3 separate regions of the Mus musculus genome follow, and regions 1 and 3 are each linked to region 2. The links are chromatin contacts, called in public promoter capture Hi-C maps. All regions are on one chromosome and are shown on one strand. The core of a region is the stretch at or near the end of the contact, and the rest is flanking DNA. Distances in the headings are between cores, read along the strand shown. Region 1 overlaps Egln3 (egl-9 family hypoxia-inducible factor 3). Region 2 holds the start of Heatr5a (HEAT repeat containing 5A). Region 3 holds the start of Cfl2 (cofilin 2, muscle).

What was found. Promoter capture Hi-C pulls out the DNA fragments that hold promoters and counts their contacts. Capture Hi-C pulls out chosen DNA fragments and counts their contacts.
Region 1: a promoter capture Hi-C map of liver shows a contact between it and region 2, with 7 times the contacts expected there. The contact joins the enhancer-like site here to the promoter of Heatr5a in region 2. A contact is called at or near these places in 4 of 39 promoter capture datasets (the 3T3-L1 cell line, hippocampal neurons, liver and 1 more) and 1 of 115 datasets of contacts at active chromatin or transcription factors (embryonic stem cells).
Region 3: a contact with region 2 is called in a promoter capture Hi-C map of liver, with 4 times the contacts expected there. The contact joins the promoter of Cfl2 here to the promoter of Heatr5a in region 2. A contact is called at or near these places in 2 of 39 promoter capture datasets (cranial neural crest and hippocampal neurons) and 1 of 9 other capture datasets (liver).

The regions. Positions count from the first base shown.
Region 1 is chr12:54,196,858-54,200,291 of GRCm38.p6, reverse strand. The region is part of intron 1 of Egln3 (egl-9 family hypoxia-inducible factor 3); the gene reads left to right. Among named protein-coding and RNA genes, the nearest start is that of Egln3, 5.3 kb to the left of the region's middle. Within about 2 kb of position 1,546, at least 52 of the 459 cell types and tissues checked have an H3K27ac peak or open chromatin away from gene starts, as enhancers often do. A contact at or near this core is called in liver, where this site is marked.
Region 2 is chr12:51,969,068-51,972,838 of GRCm38.p6, reverse strand. Heatr5a (HEAT repeat containing 5A) reads left to right here and starts at 1,518. Exons shown (of 36, transcript NM_177171.4): 1 at 1,518-1,636.
Region 3 is chr12:54,860,897-54,864,328 of GRCm38.p6, reverse strand. Cfl2 (cofilin 2, muscle) reads left to right here and starts at 1,452. Exons shown (of 4, transcript NM_007688.2): 1 at 1,452-1,585; 2 at 2,496-2,803; 3 at 2,916-2,992; 4 at 3,092-3,432. The coding sequence starts at 1,583. The coding sequence ends at 3,204.

The DNA.
Region 1 (3,434 bases), core at 297-2,796, 2.2 Mb before region 2:
TATAATTTGCTCCTTTTTCTTTGGCTGCCTAGAGCTTGCAAATGGCTGTTTTCCAGAGAACGTGTAATTTATAGAACCGAATGTCCCTTTGCCTGAAGCATTCACTGTAGACTCAGAGTTGGGAACGCTAACAATAATAAATACCGTTTATTGAGCAGTTTGTGCTGCCTGGTGCCTCTGCTCAGCACAGTACTTATTTTACTTTCGTCTCTGAGCCTTGGCCCAAAATGAACGAAGCACTTAAATAATAGACCCAAAGTCTCTCAGTCAGGGCCCAGAGGCAGTTTTAGAAAGAGGTTGGGGGAGGATTGGTGTTACTAAGCCTTGTGGCCTTAGATAAGTTAAGTCACTTGGGGCCCTATCAAGTGTAAAATAATAATTCAAAAGCTTTAGGAAAAAGAACTTTATACCAATACATGTAAAATTCTTAGAATGTCCAGTTTTCGTCTTTGTTTAAAAGCTCCAGGTTAGTTTTGAGATTCTTCTTCAAATGAGTCTGACTTGAGTCTGTTCGTAACTTCAGGCCTTCCTGTTTAGCACCCCAAATGTGCATGTGTGTCTCTGAGTTTCAGTGCAGGACTCCTGTGAGCCAGCTTATACTCACAAATACATGTGAACTGTAGGCTAGTCTAGTTCCTCGTTAACTGTGTCTCAAGCCATGAGACACACATCACACACTGTGGATATGGTGTGGGCCACTTGAGTGCATCTGAGGTGCAAGGGAAGTGCTGAGTTAGTTCTTCCAGTGTTGGTTTTAGGCAAGCATTGCTAGACTGGTTGTTAGGACCCTGACCAGGGCATCTGTGGGCAAGGGGGTTAAAAAGGTTGTATTGTGAGCAGACAGATCAGTCCTTTCCTTGTGACAAGACAGAGGACTGAGCAGCAGGAGGCTAATGAACAAGAGTGTGTAGCCTGGGGTGGGGGTGGGGGTGGGGGCTTGGGCTTGCTTTCCCCTAGTGGAGCAGCTGTTTGGCCTGCCCTTCTGGTATTGTTAAGAATGCTTGTTACTTAATGGAACTTATGTTGGTTGGAAATGACTCTAAGCAAAAATGGGAAGATGTACCTTGCTGATCTGACTTCTCTCAAGACACAAGTGCAGGAAAAGCAGTCAGGAGTCTCAGAGAACGGGGGTGGGGGGTGGGGGGGTGGGCAATAAAATCTCGAGCCTTCCTACCCAGCTGGTGTGAGCTCTCTTGAGTTTTTTTTTTTCTTTTTTTTTTTTTTTTGTTTTCTGAGACAGGGTTTCTCTGTATAGCCCTGGCTGTCCTGGAACTCACTCTGTAGACCAGGCTGGCCTCGAACTCAGAAATCCGCCTGCCTCTGCCTCCCGAGTGCTGGGATTAAAGTCTGTGCCACCACGCCCTGCGCTCTCTGAGTTTTGAGACCTTTCTTTTTTCTCCATTTCTGTTCTGCGTTTCTTCCCCTTCATCCTTCTAACCCAGCCTTTGCTGCTGCTCCACACGCATGGCTCATGGTGATGCCTTGCACCGGCTGCTTCAGCTCTTAGGTAAGATGGCCTGAAGCTTGAACAGCAGCCCAGCTTCCCAGCTTCCACTGCCCTGGGGAAAGCTGCACTCACTGTTTTGACCTTAGCTCTGGGGAACTAGGAGACCTGGTTGGGGTGGTGCAAGCATAGAGAATTGTTTGTCACAAATACGGTTGCTTGAGCCCATGACAAGGTGTGATCCTTAGAGAGCAGAGATTTGCAGTGTCTCTGTGGTCAAAATCTTAAACTGTCTGAGGAAGTCATTTATAGAACACAGCCCTGGTAAGAGGAGTGAGGGAGATTTCATGGTAGGGCTTGTGGGAACAGGTGCCTCCAAGGCTAGGGCTGGGTCATCATGAGTCATGTGGCCCAGGACTGGCTGGTGAACTCTGCCATGTGCATTCAGTTTTTTATCTGAAATTTTTAAATATGGCTCAGACTGAAAATGCTAAGCATCTTCATGGTGCTTAATTGCCTATCTCTATAAAGGGCTCTTGGATGTCAGGAAACTGTTTCTCTTTCTGACAGCTTAATGCAAATTTGGTAAATTCACTCCTGACTCTGGCTAGGAAAACTAGATTTTTCCTAATAATAAAAATAGTTTTGCATCCCAGGACTGTATCCTGGGAGCACGCCTTATATGGGAGACAATATGCCGAGGCTTGAAGACTTTTACTGAACGGCACTGCCAGGTGAGCACCTTCAAACGCCACAGTACGATGCGTCCTTCAGGGCAAGGCTCAGAAGGCTGCTCCCCTGGGACTTTGGTCTGCTCGGCATCTCTACTTTTGGCTGAATTCTCTGATGCTGGGTAAACAAAGAACATTTGACTCGAGCCTATTGAAGACCGAAGAGTAGTGAACAAGTTCGCACAGTGGACAAGGCTACTCATTTTTGTTTTTGTTTTTTAAAGTTATTTTAGCCACAGATTTGACGCTTCCTCTGCAGCAGTACTTTGTGGCCGTTAACTAATGCTTCGAGATATCTGTCACTTTCCTCCGGTGTTTGTCAAATGCACACGTTCTGACAGTAATGATAGTTCTGATGTTTTCCGCTGGGTATCTGCCAGGGGTGCCCAGTGGGTGACTGAATCCAGAGGTACTGGGATTGTAAATACAACAGACAGATCATTTTATGATGCCAGACGAAAGAATCCAACTTTGGCAGATGGCCAGGAACCATTGATTTGGCTTGGATTCGTAGCTCTGTGGGTGTTTGCCAAGTAAGATTAGTGAGCTTGGTTAATTATACATAGGACTTGTACCCTTTTCTCTCGGTTATTTCTATCTTCACCCAGAATAGCACTTGCTTCAGTTTGCCTCCTCTTGTGGATGAGTTTCTGCCCATGGTTTTGGTGAACTGTGCATCTCTTACCCCTTGCTCATCTCAGCCTTACTGACTCCTGCTCTACACTGTTAAATGTAGCCCCTCAGGTTTTGAATTGGGGTTTATTTGGCCGCTTGCCCAGTATCCCCTATGCTCAGAACAGCATCGATGCATCCTTATTAAGGCAAGCCAATTTTTGATTCTTTAGAAGCCACATCGATAATGTTGCCCAAGTTTTAGAGTAAATATGGGTTGTCGCTTTGATGTAAACTACCCCCTCCGTAAGTTTAGGTGTTTGAACATTTATTCCCGAGTTGGCATTGTTTTGTAAAGTTGTAAAACCTTTAGAAAGTGGAGCTTTGCTGGAGGAAGTGGGTCACTGGGGGAGGGTCTCGTGGTTTGGAAACCCTCATGTACTATGTACTCTTGGCTTCCTGGCTGTCGGCAATTGAGCAGCAGCTCCCCACTCTCTATGCCTTCCCTGGCCAGGAATTCCCTCAAATTTTAATCCAAAGCAAACCTTTCCTATCTTAAGATGCTTCTTGTCAGGTATTTGGTGACATCAACCAGAAAAATCACTAAAATAACGCGTGTGTCTTATGTTAATTATTTTTTGCCTTTC
Region 2 (3,771 bases), core at 269-2,768:
CCATGGGAGTGGCAAAGCCCTCTTCTGGGTCAAGGGTTTACTAATGATTGACCAAAGTGTGCAAAAACCCAGCAACTGCAGCTCACTACAGATACCTCTTATCAAGACTACTAGCCTCATGTTCTGAGGTTCCAGTGGGTTATTTCATAGTTGATGCCACTCCATTAAAATGTGCAGGGCCCACCTTAACCCAACTTTTCTGTGCCTGTGTTTGCCCTTTCTTCTTGCCCCAGTCAGGTTTCTAGGACCAAGCTGTACAGGATGCAACACAAAGAAAAGAAAAGGACACTCATTGCTCTTGCAGAGGACCCCAGTTCAGTTCCTAGCACCCACATCAGGGACCTCACAACTGCCTATAACTCTGATGCCCTCTTCTGGCCTCCATGGGCACTGCATGCATGTGGCACACATATGTGTAGGCCCACACACAAAAAGTTGTAAAAAGTAAATAGATAAATAATGGAAGAACACTATAATCAACTTAATGAAGTGGAACAATTCTATATCCAGTAATATAAATTATGAATTTCTAAACAAGGTTATTCACAGGTACCCTGAAACAAAATAGCTTCAGAAAATACATATTAATTACAAAGATGGAAAAAGGAGCTTTTTGAAGAGCAAACACCGACACATATGAACATGGAATCACTTGTGAGAGTCCTCAAAGATATCTAGTTTAAATCTAATCATGAATAAATATCAGACAGAATCAGAATGAAAGCCTTTCTATAAAAACAGTGAGCCAATAGTCTTCAAAGTTGTCAAGGTTGTAAATGTCAAAGACTAAGGAAGTATTCCAGATTGAAGATATGCATTGCAACTAGAAAGAACACTTATTTCGGAACTGAAGGCCTTTCCTTACAAGGAACATGATTGAGACAACCAAGAAACCGAGTGTATTGCATAAAGAATATCGCTATTGCAGTTATTATGACTATGTGTAAACTGCTTAGGAACACTGTGACATAATATTAGCAACTTAAATCTCAAAACCGTTCGGGGAATAATGTTTTTGAACTACGATTGCAACCTTCTTGTAAGCTTGTTTCAAAACAAGGGAAAAAAGTTACACTCAAAATCCTGATTATAGTGGAAAAACACATCTGACTCAGAGCCACGGACTCCGCGTGGAATCTTCACATAGTCCTTTTACAGTTAGGTTCCTGTTAAAAGTTCTTTAGAGTCCCTTCCTCGGGTAAGATTCCATCATATCCTCCTTCAGCTCCGGCCCTGCCTGAATATTTCCAGGCTCCTGAAGTGTCTGCCTTTTAAGCCGCAAGTGTAGATTCTGACTGGCGACAAAAATAGACAAAAATAGTTGTGGCCGGAATCTCCGGACTGGAGGACAGCACGCTGTCCTAGAAGTGACTTCTGCCTCAGGAGCTCCCATCGCTCTCTCGGCGGTGGAGTAGTCACGCCTGCCACAGTGTGCGCTCCCTGGCTCGGCGGGCGGCTGGCCAGCCTGGGCGCGGGAGGGGCCGGGCCCTCCCAATGGCCGCTCCCGCCGCGCTGTCAGCCCCGCCCGCCCTCCCAGCTCCGCATTCGCCCGCGGGGAGCCGGGTGCCGCTGTGCTGTCGCGGAGCCGGGAACGTGGCACAGCCGGGACGGGTGTGAGCTCAGGGCGTCTCTGCAGGCAAGCCGGGAGATCCGGAGAGGAAGCTGGGGGCGGCGTGCTTAGGGACTGGGCGGGAGCGGCTGGAGCCGGGTGGCGCGGGTCCCGGGTGGGCGCGGTGCGGAGGCTGAGGACCCGGCCCGGTGGGACGGAGCCGAGGGGGACGGGGTCCCGGCTGCAGGCACAGACGGGACACGGGGGCTGACTGCGGCGTGGCGGGTTTCCTCCTCAGCCCAACAGGTAGGCGGGGTCGGCAGCTGCGGGGCTGGGACGCGGGAGGGGAAAGTCGGGGACCCGGTCGCCTGCCCCGCGGCTGGGGACCCGCCCTGCACCTCCAGGTCGGCCCCCAGCAGCAGAGAGTGGACGTTGCCAGAAGTTTCCAGGTCTTCTTAAGAAGGAAAGCCTTCGCCAGGGGCGTTTGCGGAGTCGGTGGAAACGTTTGTTTTTTATTTTCCTTTATTTGCTTATTTCACGCCAGCAAGAAAGAGATCATCTCAAATGATTGCAAATCGTTTGCAAATCGTTAGAAACTTCGTAAAGCACCTAATGGAACTTAGTAACCGTAACGTGTACCTCTGACAAGTTAAGGGAATTTGAACTCTCAGGTCAGACAAATTAGATGGTTTGTAGTCTTTTGGGTTGTGCGTGGTTTATAAGAATGCTAGTCACCCTAAAGGAACTAAAGAGCTTAGAGATAAGGAGAAGTTTAAGGAAGTAAAAAAAAAAAAAAGCCCTATAACAGTTCAGGACTTTGAAAAACAATGCTGGGAGATTAACTTAAGTTAACCCTAATGCAAGGTTGCCTGGTTTTATTTCGCAAACATCTTAGAGACAATGTCTGAGGATGAGGTTTGATTATTTATTTGAGACGGTCTCAAACCTGCCTCTGCCTTCAGAGTGTTGGAATTTAAGGGGTGCACTAATACACAGAGGCAAAGAATGAGATTTTAGATAAGCATCCAAAAACGAATAAAGCCAGGCTTAACGTTGCACATCTGTAGTTCTAGTATTTAGGATGTTGAGGCAGAAAAGGGGAGCGTTCCCAGCCAACCTAGGCTTAGGTAGAGAGAGCCACATCAGCTAACTCACTTTCAAAAAAAAAAAAAAAAAAAACGAACACCAGAGAGCAAGGAGGCAGTTTTACTAAGATAGGGGCGGGAGAATATTGGAGAGCGGATTGGTTGTGCTGTGGAATGCACTTACTTTACATAGATAGCTGTAGGTCAAGAATAAACTCCTGACTTAACCTTTGGTACTCTTTATGGATCCTTGATTAGGTTACCTTTACTTGTTCTTTAATTATATTAGCGTTTGATGTTAGTAGCAGGAAAATACAGAGTTCCCAAATAACGGGGGAGGGGGTGGGGAGGTAGTAATATGCACATGTATTCGAAGGTGCTTGCACCCAGGACTGTCTGCCCTGCTCTCACTTTCTGCTTTTTTGGAGCAGGGTCTTCTCCCTAAACCTAGAGAAAGCCCTAGCAGTCTTTCTGCCCGCCACAGCGGTGCAGTTAGAAGTGCCTGCCCCGTCCACGTTTTTTTGTGGGTTTGATCTCGGGCCTTCATTCTTGCTCAGCCAGCCTTCTTACTTGCTGAACCATCTTCCCAGAATCCCACAGAACCTTTAAAATTTCTTAATTACTATCTAAAATTAACACCATCAATTTAAACTAATGAATGTACTCTCTGAGGGGAAAATTAAGGTTCCTTGTCTTTGCCCTGTGCGTTTCTGTTTTCCACCCTCCATTCTTTGCAGCTTAATTTTTAAGAGGGCAGTTGCTAACACCTTCATTAGCCTTTCTTATGGATAAAGTAAGGGGTTAACTTCTGAGTAGTCTAAATTCAACTATTCTAAATACCTGATAACCTATTTAATGACATTTAGAATCCCTTCTGAGTATTCTCTGGAGTTCTAGATCCAGTGTAGTGCTATGAGAGGCGTGGCTTTTCTGCCAGTTTATGGTTTTATCATTTCAGCAGCTTTGGTCTCTTGAGAGTGAAGAAAGGGGGGAGGTATGTTTCTGGTTGCTTTTTTTGTTTTGTTTTTAATTTAAGCATCAATCTCCATCCCTCCCTCCTCCATACTGAAAATCAAGTTGAGGGCGTTGAGCCTCTTCCCTCTCTTTTGAATATAACATTCACTATGTCTATCATAA
Region 3 (3,432 bases), core at 203-2,702, 2.9 Mb before region 2:
ACTGCTCTTCCAAAGGTCCTGAGTTTAAATCCCAGCAACTACAAGGTGGCTCACAACCACCTATAAGGATATCTGATGCCCTCTTCTGGTGTGTCTGAAGTCAGCTACAGTGTACTTATGTATAATAATAAATCTGTGGGCCTGAGAAAGTAGAGTGGACCGGAGCACCCACAACAGGCAGCTCAGGCAGCTCACAATGGTCTGCCACTCTTGCAACTCTAGCTCCAGTGATCAAACATCTTCTGGCTACTAAGGGCACCCACACACACATAGCAGACCTTCACACAGATACACCTACATGTACACTGAGTAAAAACAAAAGGATTTTTTACATTTATTTTTTATGTGTGTGCACATGTGCAGGTGTTTGTGAAGGTTAGGAGAGGGAGTCAGGGTCCATGGAGCTGAGCTCACAGGTGACGACTGCCTGTGTGCTGCCTGACATGGGGATAGGGTACCACCAAGCTCGATGACTTAAGTTTAATTCCCAGGGCCCACACGGTAGAGGAGAAATGACTCCCACAGCACACCTATTCACACACACACACACACACACACACACACACACACACACACTCTCTCTCTCTCTCTCTCACACACACACACACACACACACACGATTTCAACACAATTACCAAATCAAATGTGTCAGGCCCTTTTCTCTCCACATATAAACATTTATTTTTCTAGTAATCTCAATACATCCCATTTACAGGGGAAAAGAAACGTAACTTGAGCAGTTTCTGGTTTTACTTGGATTATAATTCTGTCCAAGGTATCTCCAGAGACTTTTTGTGACCTCACCCTCTTCTTGCAGAATTCCAGGTATAAGCCAACATTCCTGCTTCTCATTCTGCCTTTGCTTAGTACTTCAATCACTAAGGTAATATTTATAGTGTTCGTTCTCCTTTTAGTAATAAGAGGGGTCTAAACCCAGGGAGGTGGTGCTTGCCTGTAATCCCAACACCTGCAGGATGGAGGCGGGATCCGTTCAAGGTCATCTGCAGTTACTTCATGAATCAAGAGACCCGCAAAAGACTCCAAACGAGATCCTGTCTCAATTCAAACACACAAAGAAGAATAAGATCTTAACGATTCATTCAAAGTCGGGGCTTTCCAAAGGGGTCCCGAAAGGTTACAATCCGGACCCTTTCCGTGGAAAGCGCAAGTGAATGAAGCAAAGAGCTCTCTACCCGACCACCACACCCCGTTTCCTCACGTCACAACCCCCCAGAGCAGCGCCAGGAGCCCGCGAACCGCTCGAGCGTTGAACCCGGATTGGTCGCTACGACCATCCCTGTCAGCATCGGGGCTCCCGCCGCCGCTGCGCGTGGTTCTGCTAGCGGTTCTGGAGCTCCGGGGTCAGGCGGAGGACAGCGGCGGGGGCGGGGCCTGACCACGTGACCGCCCCCGCCCCGCCCGCCCTGCGGCCCTCCAGCCCGCCGCCCGCCCGCCCGGCTGCAGCTCCCGGCGTGCCCTGCACTCTCTGCTGCCCGCCGCCGACCCCTCCTTCTTCTCGTCCCAGTGCCACCGAGCCGGAGTCCGAGCCACCGCCGCCGCAGCCACTTCAGCCGCGGGCACTATGGTAAGGTGGGCGCGCCGGCGGGGGAATGCTGGGCGCGGCGCGGATCCCCGCGCGGCCGCCATCTTAACCCTGCCTGGGCCTGTGCGGTGGGCGCTTCGGCGCTGCGGGCCGAGGGCTCGAGGCCCTGCGGCCGCTCCGAGTCCCGAGGCGGGAGGGCCCGGCGCAGGCCCGGCGCGAGAGGGTCGCTCCTTGGGCCAGGGCCCCCGCGTGTTGCTCTGCCCTGCGCGGCTTAAGGTTTTTAACTCGCGCGCTGTAAGGTTGGTACGTGGCCAGCAGCCTCTGGGTGAGGGTCTAGGAGGCCGGCCATAACGCCGTTCCGAGGAGATTGAACAGGTAGAAACCTATTTTAAAACGCTTTTCTCGCCGTAGGGAGCCTTTTCACGGGATCTGTTAGTTTCAAAGCGGCTGCCAATGGGCGGTGGGGCGTAATCGCTGTAGCCGCAGCGGGTTGGAGTTTACACTTGATTCTCTTTCCTTATGTGGAAGCAGCCGTGGCTAAGACGGCTTTAAAGAAAGAAAAAAAAAATAGTAGAAGCGTTAACTGAAATCCTGGAGTGTTTTTTTTTAAGGCCTGCAGAGTTGACACAATACAGAAGGTATTTTTGCTGCTGCTCCTGAAGCTCTGACATCACCCAGTGAAATAGGAAACATTTCAGGCATGGCTCAACTGTATTTGTCCCTTCCCACCTCCCGTTAGCGGTTCTCTCCGTACTCCTTTAAGAAGGATGAATGAGCAGTATGAGTTAGACATTTTACCCGTATCTTCTTCTGATATTTAAAATTGACAGACCTAATAGGACTGCTTACGTTGTTTGGTGCAGTTTTTTAATACTCTGGCCAGACTGAAGTCTATGATTTTGGTTAAAACCGAAATCCTTATTCTAAATTCCCACCCTTTGTTTGTTTTCAGGCATCTGGAGTTACAGTGAATGATGAAGTCATCAAAGTTTTTAATGATATGAAAGTAAGAAAATCTTCTACACAGGAGGAGATCAAAAAAAGAAAGAAAGCAGTTCTCTTCTGTTTGAGCGATGACAAAAGACAAATAATTGTAGAGGAAGCCAAGCAGATCTTGGTGGGTGACATTGGTGACACTGTAGAGGACCCCTACACATCTTTTGTGAAGTTGTTGCCTCTGAATGATTGCCGATATGCTTTGTACGATGCCACGTACGAAACAAAAGAGTCTAAGAAAGAAGACCTAGTATTTATATTCTGGTGTGTAAAAACAAAAGAAAAAAAGTACTTCTAAAAGTGCAAGGATTATTATTATCAGAGTCAGTTTTTGCCTTTGTTTTTCTTTTGAAATTCAACATTTTCTCCCCCGTAGGGCTCCTGAAAGTGCACCGTTAAAAAGCAAGATGATTTATGCTAGCTCTAAAGATGCCATTAAAAAGAAATTTACAGGTACCAACATCGACTGTTCTGTACAAAAAAAAAAAATTTTTTTTTTTACTCTTTCTTAGTTATAAGGTTAATGAGGTGTGTTTTTCTTTTCCGTTTTAGGTATTAAACATGAGTGGCAAGTAAATGGCTTGGACGATATTAAGGACCGCTCGACGCTGGGAGAGAAACTGGGGGGCAGTGTTGTAGTTTCCCTTGAAGGAAAGCCACTATAAAATAATAGCCAAGTGCCATTTGATCTTAAGGGGCTTACACGTATCTCTCCAGCTCAGTCCACTGGAATTGTATTAGGTTTTGTTTTTTTTTGTTTATTCCCTTTTCACTGGTCCCGTTCGTGAATGAGTGAATATAAGAAGCCTGTCAGTATTGCCATGAGACTGTTTCATATGGTTACTTTTCTGTATTCCCAAGGAATGCCTTCCTGTCTTATTTTAGCCAAAACA